Linked DNA regions of Danio rerio: region 2 is linked to region 1. The links are chromatin contacts, called in public Micro-C maps. All regions are on one chromosome and are shown on one strand. The core of a region is the stretch at or near the end of the contact, and the rest is flanking DNA. Distances in the headings are between cores, read along the strand shown.

Region 1 (6,725 bases), core at 2,835-5,334:
TGGATGACCTGCAAAGTCTGTCTCTTGCTCAAAATCCTTAGTTCATCTCTCAAAAGTACAACAAAACAAAAATAGAAATGTGAACATTGGAGAATCTTCTCTGAGATGCACCTTCAGTAGAAAAAAAGTCCAAAATTAACTGGGAGAAACGTATCAATTTTAAACAGATTTAGAAAAAAAGTCTAATGTAAATGTATAGGAAAATGCTTTATGGCAATAAAAATATGACAACTTGTTCAGCCATTTTGCATGTAAAGATGAGAACAAACCATGAACAAACGACTGAATGTTGTTGAGGGTGAAACAATTCAACAGAGACTAAAATCATACATTTTAACCAATTTATAATGCAGAAAACATCAGAGGATTGTACATATTCATTTGCATGCATGTACAAAAGCATTTGCAACGTGTTTAGGAAATGAGAAACTGCTTTTTTATTGTGCACAAGTGACACCATGATCTGAATACTGAGAAAAGATCATCACCTGGCTGAATGAGTCTTATGAGTCCTTCATGCTGAGCCACTTTGTCCTTCCAGCTCTTTGTATTATTGGCAGCATCTGATAGTTTCTTCATGACCTCCTGCTCACACAAAAACACAAACCTACCATCAGAAGAACACACAAGAGCAGTGGCATTGCTCCATTCAACCAGCAGATGGCAGACTACACAGGCAGGATTTTTTTTTCTGCAGTGTACACACACAAATACACACAAAAATGTCCTAACTACTTATTTAAAATGAGCTGAATCAACACAATTCTTTCAGTTTTTTTTGGGGGGGGGACAACTTAAATGTTTTATATTCAATCCACAATTAACTTAATCTACAAGTTAACTTTATCGATTTGTGTTGAGGAGCATGAAGGAATTATATGAAACCCAGAATTTTTACAGTGTAGTACAATGAGGCAGTGGACCTGATATTGCTCCAGAGCTCCCTGTCTGTCTGCCTCCAGCTGATGCAGCTGCTGCATGGCGGACTCTAAAGCGCTCTCCTTGGCCAGACGCTCTCGCTCCAGCTCCTGCTTCTCTGCCTGTGTCTGAGAAATGGTCTGCTGCTGATAGAGGTGAATCTCCTCCAGCTCTGCACGCTTGGACACTTCCTCCTCCAGCAGCCTGCAGACACAGAAAAACACATGCTCATATCTGCACGTGCCAATACACAGCTCCTTTACATCTTTATTAGATCTAAAGAGGTAGTGACTAATAGAAGATTGTAGGGAGTAAGCAGAATACCCTATTAATTACCACAAAACAAGTATATATTACAAATGATTTGTCATCGTATCTTAGTGAGATACTACTGACAGGATTGTGCAAAATGTATAATTCATGAAACAAGTCATTCTTGTCCTTGATTCTGATTGGTTGAGCATCACATTGTAATCAGAAGGCCCCACCCACCGAACAATCCAACCTATTCCATTGAGTTAGTATTGTGGGAAGCTGTCTCCTTGCCATTTCTGACGAACAACAAAGAGCAAACAATGTCTAAAAACTGCTATGTGACAAGGTGAATAGTAAGCAAGCTAAAAAAACCTAAAACAATGTTTTCCTGACCCACCAAAAATGACACAATAACAGAGAGCAGCGTGTAATATTTATTAGAAAACAACTGTTATGCCCACAGCAATGAAATGTAGTTGGCGAGAGGAAACATTCATCATTTTTAACCATCTCAAAGGATTGTTGCGGAAATGAGGCGAAGGAGATATATAGAGAAAGTGAAATGTATTAGTCAATATCAGTGGTAGGGGACCTATGGCTCTCAAGCCACATGTGGCTCTTCGAGCAAAAATCCATGGTTCTCCAGCTGTCTCAATAATATTTTACAGTTTAAAAAATTATAACCAATCACTAGAAATCAGTTTCCTATTGAAAATACAATTACAATTTTTACGTTTCGACTAATACACGTGAGCAGAGCTGTGGATAAACTTTAATCGTGACACCAATAAAGGGCTAATGTGTGTGCGTGGTTACCATATAAACATACGTTGTTTTGTCTTTTGTTTACTCAATAATATTATTTTTGTTCTTTAAAACTAGTGAAAATGAATATAATAACAATAATATATGTTCTTTAAAACTAGCCAAAATTACTGCCGCATATTTATTTTGAATAATTTCAAGCAACTATGTGTTTTTTATAAAAGTAAATTGTTTGTTTATTTTAAATTGTTTTGCTTTTCAAAAAAAAAAAAAAAAAAGAGTTTATTTACCAGAATAAATGTTCTTTCTTCATTCATGGACTTGCTCAACATGACGATGCTTCATATATGTTTATTTTTGAGTTGTGCATGAACATAAATAAAGGTTTAGTTTAAACCTGTTTTATTTATAGTAGTCGTATCTTATTGGGGTAAATATATGCGTATATATATATATATATATATATATATATATATATATATATATATATATATATATATATATATATATATATATATATATACCCCAATGGGTCTTTTAAAAAATGAATTTGGCAAAAATATCAGAAATGGCTCTTTGCTGAAAAAAGTTTACCCACCCCTGGTCTATGTTATGACCCCTTTTCCCTACTTCTTTAGTTGGAGAAATGATCCAACTCCATGCGAAACAATTTAATATTTACAACTTTTTTGTGGGTGTGGCCTAAATGCACTCTCTCTATTCTGTATTGTAATCTTTTTGTAAAAACACCACTTTTTTAAATACATGTGCTTTACCTCAGAATTACTGTCTATAAACAGCAAATTATGACCAAAACAAATTTGTGATGTGATGATACAAATGTGATGATAATAATGTGATAAAAATATAAAAAGCTATAGTTTAAAAAAAATGACTTTATTACAGACTATAATTCTGTATCCTGTTTACTCTTTTGATAAGAGATGCCCAAAGTTGGGCCCATGGGCCAAAATTGGCCAATTGTAACCTTTGATTTGCCCACCATCCCATCTGAGAAGAAAGTGAAAATGATGGAGAGGGGCAAATGCCTTTAACAAAGAGATCAGAGAACATAGAGATCGACTTAACATATTTTTATTTCTTTGTTTTATAGCAGAGCTACAAAAGAGCAAACAAATTAAATGTTTTAATGAAATGTTTTATATGAATAAGATTTTTTTCCTGTACTGGGTACTGCTGGAATGGCATCCGCTGCGTAAAACATATGCTGGAGTAAAGAAATAAAGGAAAATGAATGAATGGATTTGATTTTTTAAAATGTAAATACTGTCACTCAATGGATAGAGAATTATGCAGACAATGTTGGCGAGTAAATCAAGCCAATGTCTGCAAAGACAGTGTAATTCTGTTATAAATTAGATTGTTTTCATTTTTACTGTTAATAAGTTCATTATAAAATGTTAAAAATGTACTGTAAATCACCCATGGCAACTATGTTTATCTTTGGCCCACTAGCCTTAATCAAGTTTGGTTTTTGGCCCTTCATAAGAAAAAGTTTGGGCACCCCTGCTCTTGATTCATAGGCATGAGATGATAACCGTTTTCAAGGTATACCGCGGTTTGGAAAGGTCAAGGTTTTAAAAACCGCCAAAGTTTCCTGTAATACCGTTTCTAAGGTATGTGTAATAACAGTATCTCCAGCATAAAAATATCCAAAGATGCCATTTTAAAATGTAAAGAAATCTGTTATTGAAGCAAATGAAGACAGCAGAAGTCAATGACTCATTTGACATGTTCATTTGACATGTTTACTGTTCCAAAATATTATACAAAAATGTTTTAAAAAAATAAAATATATTGTTTTCAAAGAGGAAAAAAGTTTTTGTTTTTTACCCAGACATTTACAAATAATGTATTTTAGAGCAGTGAGCACAATACCATGATACAGTGAAACCGGGGTATTTTTATCCAAGGTTATCATACCGTCAGAATCTTATACTGGACTATGCCTATTCATACTCAGGATGTTTTGTGTGATTCATAATTCAGTTCTGAATAACTCACAAACCTTGCATTTACAGATTGTTCACATGTTGAAATTGAAACTGACTGTCAGTAGTTCCCACAATTGTGAGTCGTTCATAAAGCTTGAAGTAAATGTAAGATTCTTTTAACAGTTTACAAACTCACATTTGACCTGCTGTATAAACAAAATACACATTTTAACAATGACTAAAAGATTATGGATGTGGGAGTGTGAAAATGAGGGGGATTCACACACTGGTTATAAAAGCAATTGTGTGTTTAGTAAAGTGATGAGCTGGTGATTGGTCAGCACAAACACAGGAAGACTGCTGGTTTTTGTAGGGTGAGACAGGGAACAGGAACTGCAGACGTGAACAGACGTCTCAGACATCCTCATGTGTTTGTGATGCTTCTCTAACTTCCCACCTTACAAGGAAATAGACGGTCCTCTGTAAACTGACCTGATCCAGGTGTCACATGACCTTACTTTTTAAAGTTTGATCAAGCCATAACTGCACAGCTATGCTATACAGTAGTCAATTTAAGGTGGACAAAAAAGTTTTTAGGACAAAAATGTTTTTTTTTTTCAATAGTGTTTGGACAATTTTGGTGAAAGGTTTTGATCCACTTGAAATGTTGACTGTAAAAGTATTTTTTTGTGTGTGTGTCTAATTGTTTTATCAAAACACATTTAGAGTATATTTAAATTATTTTTATTATTATTATTAATGAAGCATAGGCAAAACAGCCCAAATGTTTTTAAATGCTTTAAAAAAGCCAGAAAACATGACGAACATGAAGGGCTCTATCATAAGATGTGTTTAGACGTGTTTTTACTATTTTAAGACCAGCGCAACCCTAAATTTCACATGTTGCGCCACAGTGTTTAAATAGCGAATCCATTTGCACCACTTGTGGACTCATGGCTGTGTCGGTCTAAAAAAGAGGTATGTTAAGGCGCATTGTTGGCACGTTGCTATTTTGAAAAACTAAAATAAAATGTGCCATTGACCAACTAAAATCTGGTATAGTTCAGTGCAGAGCATGTTGGTAATGCGCCTATGTGGATTCAAATGCTTATACATTGCTACACACAGGACGTACAGCAATACACAAATATCTTTACATATGAAAAAAATTAAAGGATTAAAATGTTACAAAAAATATTATTTTCTACATAAATATAAAAACCAATACCCCTTTTCAGCTTTTTCCAGTTTATTCATGACAATTTGCATTTGTATAATGTTATTATTTTTAGCAGTGTTATCTATAAGCAGTAATTCAAAAACGCTTTGTTGATGTCAAGAATTAAATGGTTGATATGGAGGATGCATGACCTGTGAATGAATAAATGTCAAAAAGGCATCAGAATTTCATAACTTTCTAGCCATGCTTGGATTCTTTTTCTAACCATTATCAGGTTCCAATCGGATATGCAACAACTACAAAAAATGGTTTATGATCAAGTTATTTTGTATCCATATATTAAAATACAATGCTAAAATTTCAAATTTCATCAAGATAAATTCAAGACATTTTGAAGACCAAAAAAGTGCTTTAGTAGTTTGAAGGGAACACAAAATGTCATTATGTTCTCCAAATGCAAATTTATAGGGAGCAGACTTATATTACTTAAACAGACATACTTAAGACTTATATTTCTCATTTTACATTAAAAAAAAGTTGACTTTGTTGAGATATATGTATTCCATAAAGAAAAAGACTGAGCATGGATTATCAGGCCTGTGAAAGTAAAGCAAGATAAACTGCATTTAATTTAGTCCGTAGTTATTCATTTACAGTTGTGTTAGCTGAACTGCGGAGCTCAGAGCATATTTGGAATTAACAATTTGTTTCCACAACCTCAGCCTGTTATAATAATTGGTATCCTTTTTTCATTTATTACCCCTCAATAATTAATCATATGAAATATAATTCACTCCACATTTTAAAGCCAACAAAAAAAAAGCCAGCATACCTGGCCTGTAGTTTTCGGACAGTTTCCTCATCCTGTCTGGCCTGTCTTTCCTCCTCCAGTGCTTCTTCTAAGCTGTGGTACATGTTCTCCAGTTCACGGACGCGCTGCAGATACTGCTCTAGCTCATTGGACTTCTGAGCCACCTGTTCCTCCATTTGCTGTCGTACCTAAGACACAAAGAGAAAAAAGTTTAGTAAAATAATAATAAATAAATCAAAAAGAAAAATAAAAAATAAATTTTGTAAATATTCTGTAATAAAATAAGCAAATATGTATTTTTTAACTGTCAAAATTGTCAAAAAACACTGGACCCCATTAATTATATATATATATATATATATATATATATATATATATATATATATATATATATATATATATATATATATATATTGGAAAAACAAGAAGACAAATGTAATTTTTGGCTTAGCAACTTCAAAAACTTCACAAAATCAAATGAATGATTATAATCTTGATTAGAGAAAATGAGGCTTTGTTTAGGTGTCAAAATTGTGTGCTTCAACGTTTCAGATATTTATAGCCAAAAGCAGAACTTCTGCTGCAGTGTACTTCCTGTAATATTCAAAAATGGACCTGTTGGGCTGAGGTAATCTAGCACCCTATTGGTCAAAATAACCTCTCTAGACACATGACATCAAAACGCATGTTGAAGTTTGCTAGCCAGACAGTGAACAAGCAGAGCAAACAAATACCATTTTCTCTTTCTCCATTTCCAGCCGATACAGATCCTGCAGCTCGTTCTGGGTCTGCAGACGTCTGCGTTCCTCGTCTGCTGCATTGGCTGCTGCCTCCTCCAGTT
Region 2 (6,725 bases), core at 2,507-5,006, 140 kb after region 1:
TGAATTAGCATTATATGTGTGAGAGAAAATGCACAGTGACAGCGATTTGATAAAAAAAAGAGGGTTTATATAGAGATGTGCAATTGCTTTACCATCTCCATTTGCATGGACTTTTCTCCGGAATGAGACCGCATTGATCATGTCCCACTCTGTTTCATAGCTTAGCTGATGGTCAACAGGACGATGAGGGTTTTCTTCTGAACTTTGTGTCCATTCCACCACTGAGCTGGAGTCCTTCACACAATCATATAAACAGAAATCAGGTGATCTCAATAAAGAGCCATTCTCAATCATACCATAAAGCACAGAGAAACTGTCGGAGATATTTGAACTCTCAGTCAATTTAAATATGCAAACTCTCACAGATGAGTGAACTAACAAACCTTGCAGGCACACAGCATGTTTGAGGGATCTGCATCCTCTAGGGGTTTATATTCCACAAGGGTTTCACCTTCCTACAGATACAGAAGAAACAATCAAACAAAAAGATATTGGAGGAGTGTTGTTAGATGGCTATGAGGTTTCCATTTACGATATTTAGACTAATATTTACAAAATGGGTCTTATTGGAGAGAAATTCATACTTTTAATCATTAAAGGTGTATTTATTTTAAAAGATATAATGTTACAAACTATTAATACGTCAATAAATTCAATTTTTTTAAACATTAAACAACTAAAGTTCTAAAACGACTATTAAACAAATGATCATACAGAAATCTATGTGGGAATCCACAAAAATTAATTAATTAATTCATTTTGCTTTAGCTTAGACCATTATCAATCAGGAGTCGCCACAGTGGAACGAACCGCCAACTATTCTAGCATATATTTTACACAGCGGATGCCCTTCCCTCTGTAAAGCAGTATCCAAAAAATATTAAGCATAATTATTTTATTACATAAAGGGGCAGAACGTAGTGCAACTGTGTTTAAGCACAGCTTTTCAGCCGAGATGCAGCTGATTCGAAGCGACAACACTGTCGGCTTTTATTGTCCCTAGTACTTTGATGTTGATTTAAAGTGCCTTTACAATCACTATTAAGCATCACATAAGACTGAGACTACAGTTTTAGGAACTAAAAATTCATTTTTCCATGGCAGGAATACATTTCATTAATGTTTCATACGTTGCAGTGGGAAAATATCTATCTATCTATTTTTAATATGTTTTTAACTCATAATAAATTCACTGTATTTTTGAGTAAAGCCTTGGGGAATTTATTTATATTTTTTTAATTTTGCGATGTGCACTGTTTTTGCAGTGTATTAGCTGCCCTAACATAACAATTACACAAGAATGTGGTATAACGTCCTATGCGTGACTGACTGGCTTGGTAATGAGTCAAACAGTGTAAAAACATATTTAGTGTTATGGATGTGGATTATGGATGTGACATTTGCGGTAAACCTTAAAACACAAATACACAGAGAAAGTATATACTTTAACATTATATTCAAACATCTGTATATTTTTCAAAACAACTAACCACAGAGTTATGGGATCAGAAAAATATCAATCTGTAAACATTTTTTATATTTTAATTGAGAAAAACAAACATGCATTATGAATATGACCAAAAAAGTTTGCAAGTTTACAGTACACAAAATACTTTGTAGAAATTCTGTGAATTAAACTGCACAACCCAAAAGAAATGATGCTAATCAAAAAGATAAGACTCGGCTTACTACAGAACAAAAATGACTAATTTCATTTTATTTTACATTTTTGCATTTATGAGGAAAAAACTTGGGTACGGACATGACGTCTCTCCAATATAGATGTGACAGATGTGAAATCGCCACTTGTGTGATTTTGGTAAATTAAGTATAATAGTTTGAAAACATTGACACATTTTTGAGTATCTTTAAAGTAGTCTAAAATACTTGCTTACACAAAAAATGTAGGAAAGGGTTTTGCTATTTTGGTGAAACCCTGATTTTTTATCATGACAAGGTTGACAATTGCATATATATTGCTCATATATAAAATCATTCGCAAAGAAAAAAACAACAACTGAAAACCACCAAACCTTCTCAACAATCCTCAGGAATCCTGATATTAAATCCTGATCCTCGGATTCATCTGGAGACGAGTGAATAAAAACTCCCTCATGTTCAAACACCACCTGCATAACAAAACAATAATTATCGATTGATGGAGCATTAGATTGATCAAGTATTAGAGATCAGAAACATTATTCTTTTTAAATGGGACAGCAAACAAACATTTCAAGATCTTGTTTCAGTTCTCCATTCACTGTGCCTTATAAGGTAAGGTAGTCTGAGGTTTGCATTTAAAAGGATGGTTTGTCCAAAATGTAACTCACGCTCAATACATCAGGCATTGAACAAACATTGAAAGGCAAAATTAATATTTTACACTGACTGCTGAAGTTATATGTAGACTTTAAGTAACATTGTTATACATAATGTCAGGTTTCTGGCACAGACCATTTGTGTCTGTACACAAGAGCTCTATGTATCACAAGGAGTTGTGGGTTTTAATTTTGTTTCGCCCGTATGTCATTGTTTTTTTTTGTGTGTGTGTGTCAGTTAGGGTAGCCTTTGATTTGACATCCAAGACACTTTCAGCTCAAAATCTTCAATGTTTTTCTGGAAGAAAGTCATCAACATCTTGAATAGCTTGAGATTGAGTAAGCTGGCAGTTTTTATTGTTGAGTGACCCATCTATCCCTTTAAGGAATTAACAGCTGTTGATTCCACACAAACAAGTTCTTGCAAACTTCCTTAAATTAAAAATAGACATACCTAGGCAGAAAAACTGAGAAAACTGAGAAAACATGAGATATTCATATTTGAACTGTATATGGTGTAATTTTATGGTGATATGGTAAAATAAAAATCACGGTTGGCAAAACACTTGCTCATCTATGAGAAGCAACACGAGAAAACGATAAAAGCGAAAATACTGAGGTAAAGTTGGTTTTATATTCGCACTTCTTTGACAAGTGACAAGCTCTCTATATTGTTTACCATGGTACTTTGATATTCCGCATGAAATCACATGCAGGTATGATAAAAAAAAAAAAAACATTAGCACAATTTGACTTTGAACAATGTTGTACTTTAACAGACATTGGCTGCTAACGTGATTTTGCCATTTTAAATTAGCAAATATTACTTTGCTGAAAATATATTATTTAGGAGAAAGTCTGAATATGCGAACATAAAACCAACTTTATCTCAATAGCGAACATGAGGTTCTGGTACACAATATCATAAAACTGACTACTAGATTTCTCATGGACCTGTCAGTACGTAAAGCAGCAGACAAACTGTCCAGCACGTAGTCAAAAATATGTTTATGATGTTCATAAATCTACTAGCCAGTTCATGACTCAACACTAGCTAAAGCACAGGCACAACTCTCCCATTATTTGTTTTACTGGCCACGCGTTTTAAACACGATCGATATTGAAGCTGTGGCGTTATCAACACCAGAGACGCCTCTTCTGACGTCCGTGTTTTTCACAGTTTGATCAGCTGTATGTCAGTGTTTGGCTGCTAGCAGTCAGGCTAACTGTTGCTAAACACAGCAGCTTCCTAGATCAGTGTATCATCTATTCCTCAACACCGACGGCTCAAAACTAGTCAAACACAAAACCCTATTAAAGACCCACATAAAAATACTTGTAAACCCGAATAATATATAGTTTTGACCGAGTATTCGCTTGAAAAGCAGCATGCTCTGTACCTTGGGAGGAGTTGTGGCCGCCATGTCGACTGCTAAATAGACGACGTAGCACCGCTCACGTGCCTGTCAGCGACCCACAACAACACTGACGAGTCATTTTCCGCATGGCCAACGACGCGCAAGCGCACTGCCATCGTTAGCAATAGCATAATAATAATTATATTATATTATTATATTACATCATTAGCAATAACAAGAAGATGAAGAAATGAATAAAGTTGTTGCAATGGTTGGGATTTTGTATTTTCCTTTCATATTATAGTACTTCCGCCAAAATGTAAATTTCAGATGAAATTACATTCGAGCTTTGCCTTTATTGCTGTAGTAAAAGTGTTTTTGATTCGCCAAACATATAATAATGATACGAAGAAGAAAGAAAGAAAGAAAGAAAGATAGAAAGAAAGAAAGAAAGAAAGAAAGAAAGAAAGAAAGAAAGAAAGAAAGAAAGAAAGAAAGAAAGTTAGTTGTTGGAATAAGTTGTTGCAATGGTTAACTATGCTTTGTATTTTTCTTTTGTATTATATTAATTTTGCCAAAATTGAAATGCCATTATTACATTCGAATTGTGCCTTTATTACCTCTTTGAGAATAAACAATGGTTTTCAGAATAGTAAAAGTGTGTTTTTGGACGCACCAAACACATTATTTGTAAGAAAATAATTTTAATTGTACTATTCTCAATTAAACAGGAATCACAATCTATTTTAAGGTCTTTGAAGGAAAAATACCTCAAAATAATCTACTGAGCTTTTGACGTAAAATTATTAATCTAAAAACAACTTAAAGTGTAAGTTTATCGAAAAATGAAATATATTTTACTCACTATTGAATCACCCTAAGTTAGTTCTAAAACCTTAACGAGTTTCTTTATTTTGTTAAACGCTAAAGAGGAGATTTTGAAGAATGTTGAAAACTAAAGTAAAAAAAACAAATACTATTGAAGTCAATATCTACAGATTCCCGCTTTTTACAAAGTAAAGAAAGAAAGAAAGAAAGAAAGAAAGAAAGAAAGAAAGAAAGAAAGAAAGAAAGAAAGAAAGAGAAGGAAACTTAAACAGGTTTGAAACAAGTGAAGGGTGACAGAATTCTGCTTTTCAAACGATCCTTGATTGCCCTCTAGTGGTACATGTTCCAAAGGAACTTTTATTTTGAAAAACACGTCCAACTGGCGGGAATCTTGCGTGCCAAAAGATCTTGCAGAATACACGGACAGGACATGCGAGTGTGTTTACTTCCTTTTGTAATTATCAGTGAAGTTATGTAGACACGGTCAGTCGTGAAGGTTATATCTGACTTCTTTTATCAGCATTTCAGATGAGAAGTTCTACAAAATAGAAAGAAGTGTGTGATTTGAGGAACATATCCTGACACAGAATGGTTCAAATAGTCATCTCGAGGTTGGTGTGAAGACTTGCCTTGTCTTAACTTACCTAATCTAACAATATTGTCTTAAAAGTGCTTGTTTAACAGAGTTTCGATATATTTCTCAGTAATGCCGGTGAAAGCCCTGCTGAGTGGCTGTTGGTGGAGCTGCAGGGAGAAATGGTGTCCAGACAAAACACTGGACTAGCAGGAAATCTGATGGGGGACCTGCACTACACTAAAGAGGTTAGTCCTTCTGTAATAACTGGACATGTTCCAGAGCTAAATACGATAAATGAATAATAAAAAGGTTTTCCAAATTCCACCATTAAAGGACACCTATTTTAACCCTTTTTCAAGATTTAAGATGAGTCTTTTGTGTCTCCAGAATGTCTGTAAAGTTGCAGCTCAAAACACCCATCAGATTATTTATTATACCTTTCAAAAGATTTTCTGTTCAGAATTTTCTGCTCTGAAAACATTTTAGCTGTTTTTGTTGCCTGTGCCTTTAATGATGGTTATCCCCGCCCAGCGTTCCCACGTGTCTGTCAGTAGCTGTTTCCATCCAAAACTTGAATGAACTTTATGCACAAAACTGGATTATCGAATAAAGCAGCGTTTCCATCCAACGAGTAAAAGCGAACAAACTCGTCACTTCCTGATTAACTGGCGCCAAATATCAACAGTAAAAACAGAATTTACTTGGGTAGGAGAAGCTGCATGAATCTTTTTCTTATTTATTTCTAATTAATTACTTGCATCTCAGAAGGCAATCCTGACACGCAGTGAATGCGTGGTGTCGTTTAAAGGCGTGAGACGTGGAGCACAGACACTTTTGATTCTGGAGGTATTTAATAATATAAAAAAACTATTAATGAAACGGTTAATGTGTTTTAGAATGACCAAAACAACATTTCAGTTTTACAATGTGCTAAGCCTGCTGGTTTATCCATACACACACATTTTTATCATCAAATGATTTTTTTAAAGTGCATACTGGAATTTGTTCTGTAAAAGTGTTTCTATCATAGTTTATGCGCATCTTTTCTTATCGAATAAAAGGTTTATCTTACTAAGTTTTGCGCATATTATTTTATGCATATTATTAAACAGCACAATGACAGATATAAGGAAAGCAGATCTCACATAACGTTTGTAAGAAACTTTCCAAATGATTTGATGTGTTTGTTGTGGAGTTAATTCAAGCCTTTCTGCAGCAATGAGTCGCACACAATGTCGTTACAAAGTTCGCGCACACACACACACACACACACACACACACACACACACACACACACACACACACACACACACACACACACACACACACACATTTAACTTTGCAAAGCAAATGTAACAGGACACAAGTTAATATCCACTGCTGTATGGATATCCATCATGTTAATGTTTAAAATAAACCTGACTTAAAGTCCACAAACAGGGATTGAAGTGTCTTTATTTATAATTGACACAGCTGTGGTGATAAATTAAAGACGGTAAAATTGTTGTAATTCATTACAAACATGCATTGTTTTAAAAACGTGTTAAACTTGTAAAACTCATTCTTCATCACATTTAATGATGATTGATGATCACAGTGAGCTGAACAGATCTTTTAATCCCAGTTGGGCCGGAAAACCACACT

What was found. A called contact is a pair of places that touch in the nucleus more often than the background predicts.
Region 2: a Micro-C map of caudal fin shows a contact between it and region 1, with 8 times the contacts expected there. The contact joins the promoter of tbc1d15 here to the enhancer-like site in region 1. A contact is called at or near these places in 2 of 18 Hi-C or Micro-C datasets (caudal fin and an unstated tissue).

What each region holds. Positions count from the first base shown.
Region 1 is chr18:18,263,172-18,269,896 of GRCz12tu, forward strand. swap70b (switching B cell complex subunit SWAP70b) reads right to left here. Exons shown (of 12, transcript NM_001044986.1): 8 at 6,619-6,725; 9 at 5,906-6,072; 10 at 924-1,122; 11 at 489-585. Among named protein-coding and RNA genes, the nearest start is that of swap70b, 34 kb to the right of the region's middle. Within about 2 kb of position 4,085, at least 5 of the 62 cell types and tissues checked have an H3K27ac peak or open chromatin away from gene starts, as enhancers often do.
Region 2 is chr18:18,400,480-18,407,204 of GRCz12tu, forward strand. It overlaps tbc1d15 (TBC1 domain family, member 15), which reads right to left and starts at 3,757. Exons shown (of 17, transcript NM_001172625.1): 1 at 3,719-3,757; 2 at 2,034-2,129; 3 at 384-455; 4 at 93-234. The coding sequence starts at 3,742. It overlaps chtf8 (CTF8, chromosome transmission fidelity factor 8 homolog (S. cerevisiae)), which reads left to right and starts at 4,869. Exons shown (of 3, transcript NM_001044336.3): 1 at 4,869-5,115; 2 at 5,209-5,326. The coding sequence starts at 5,093.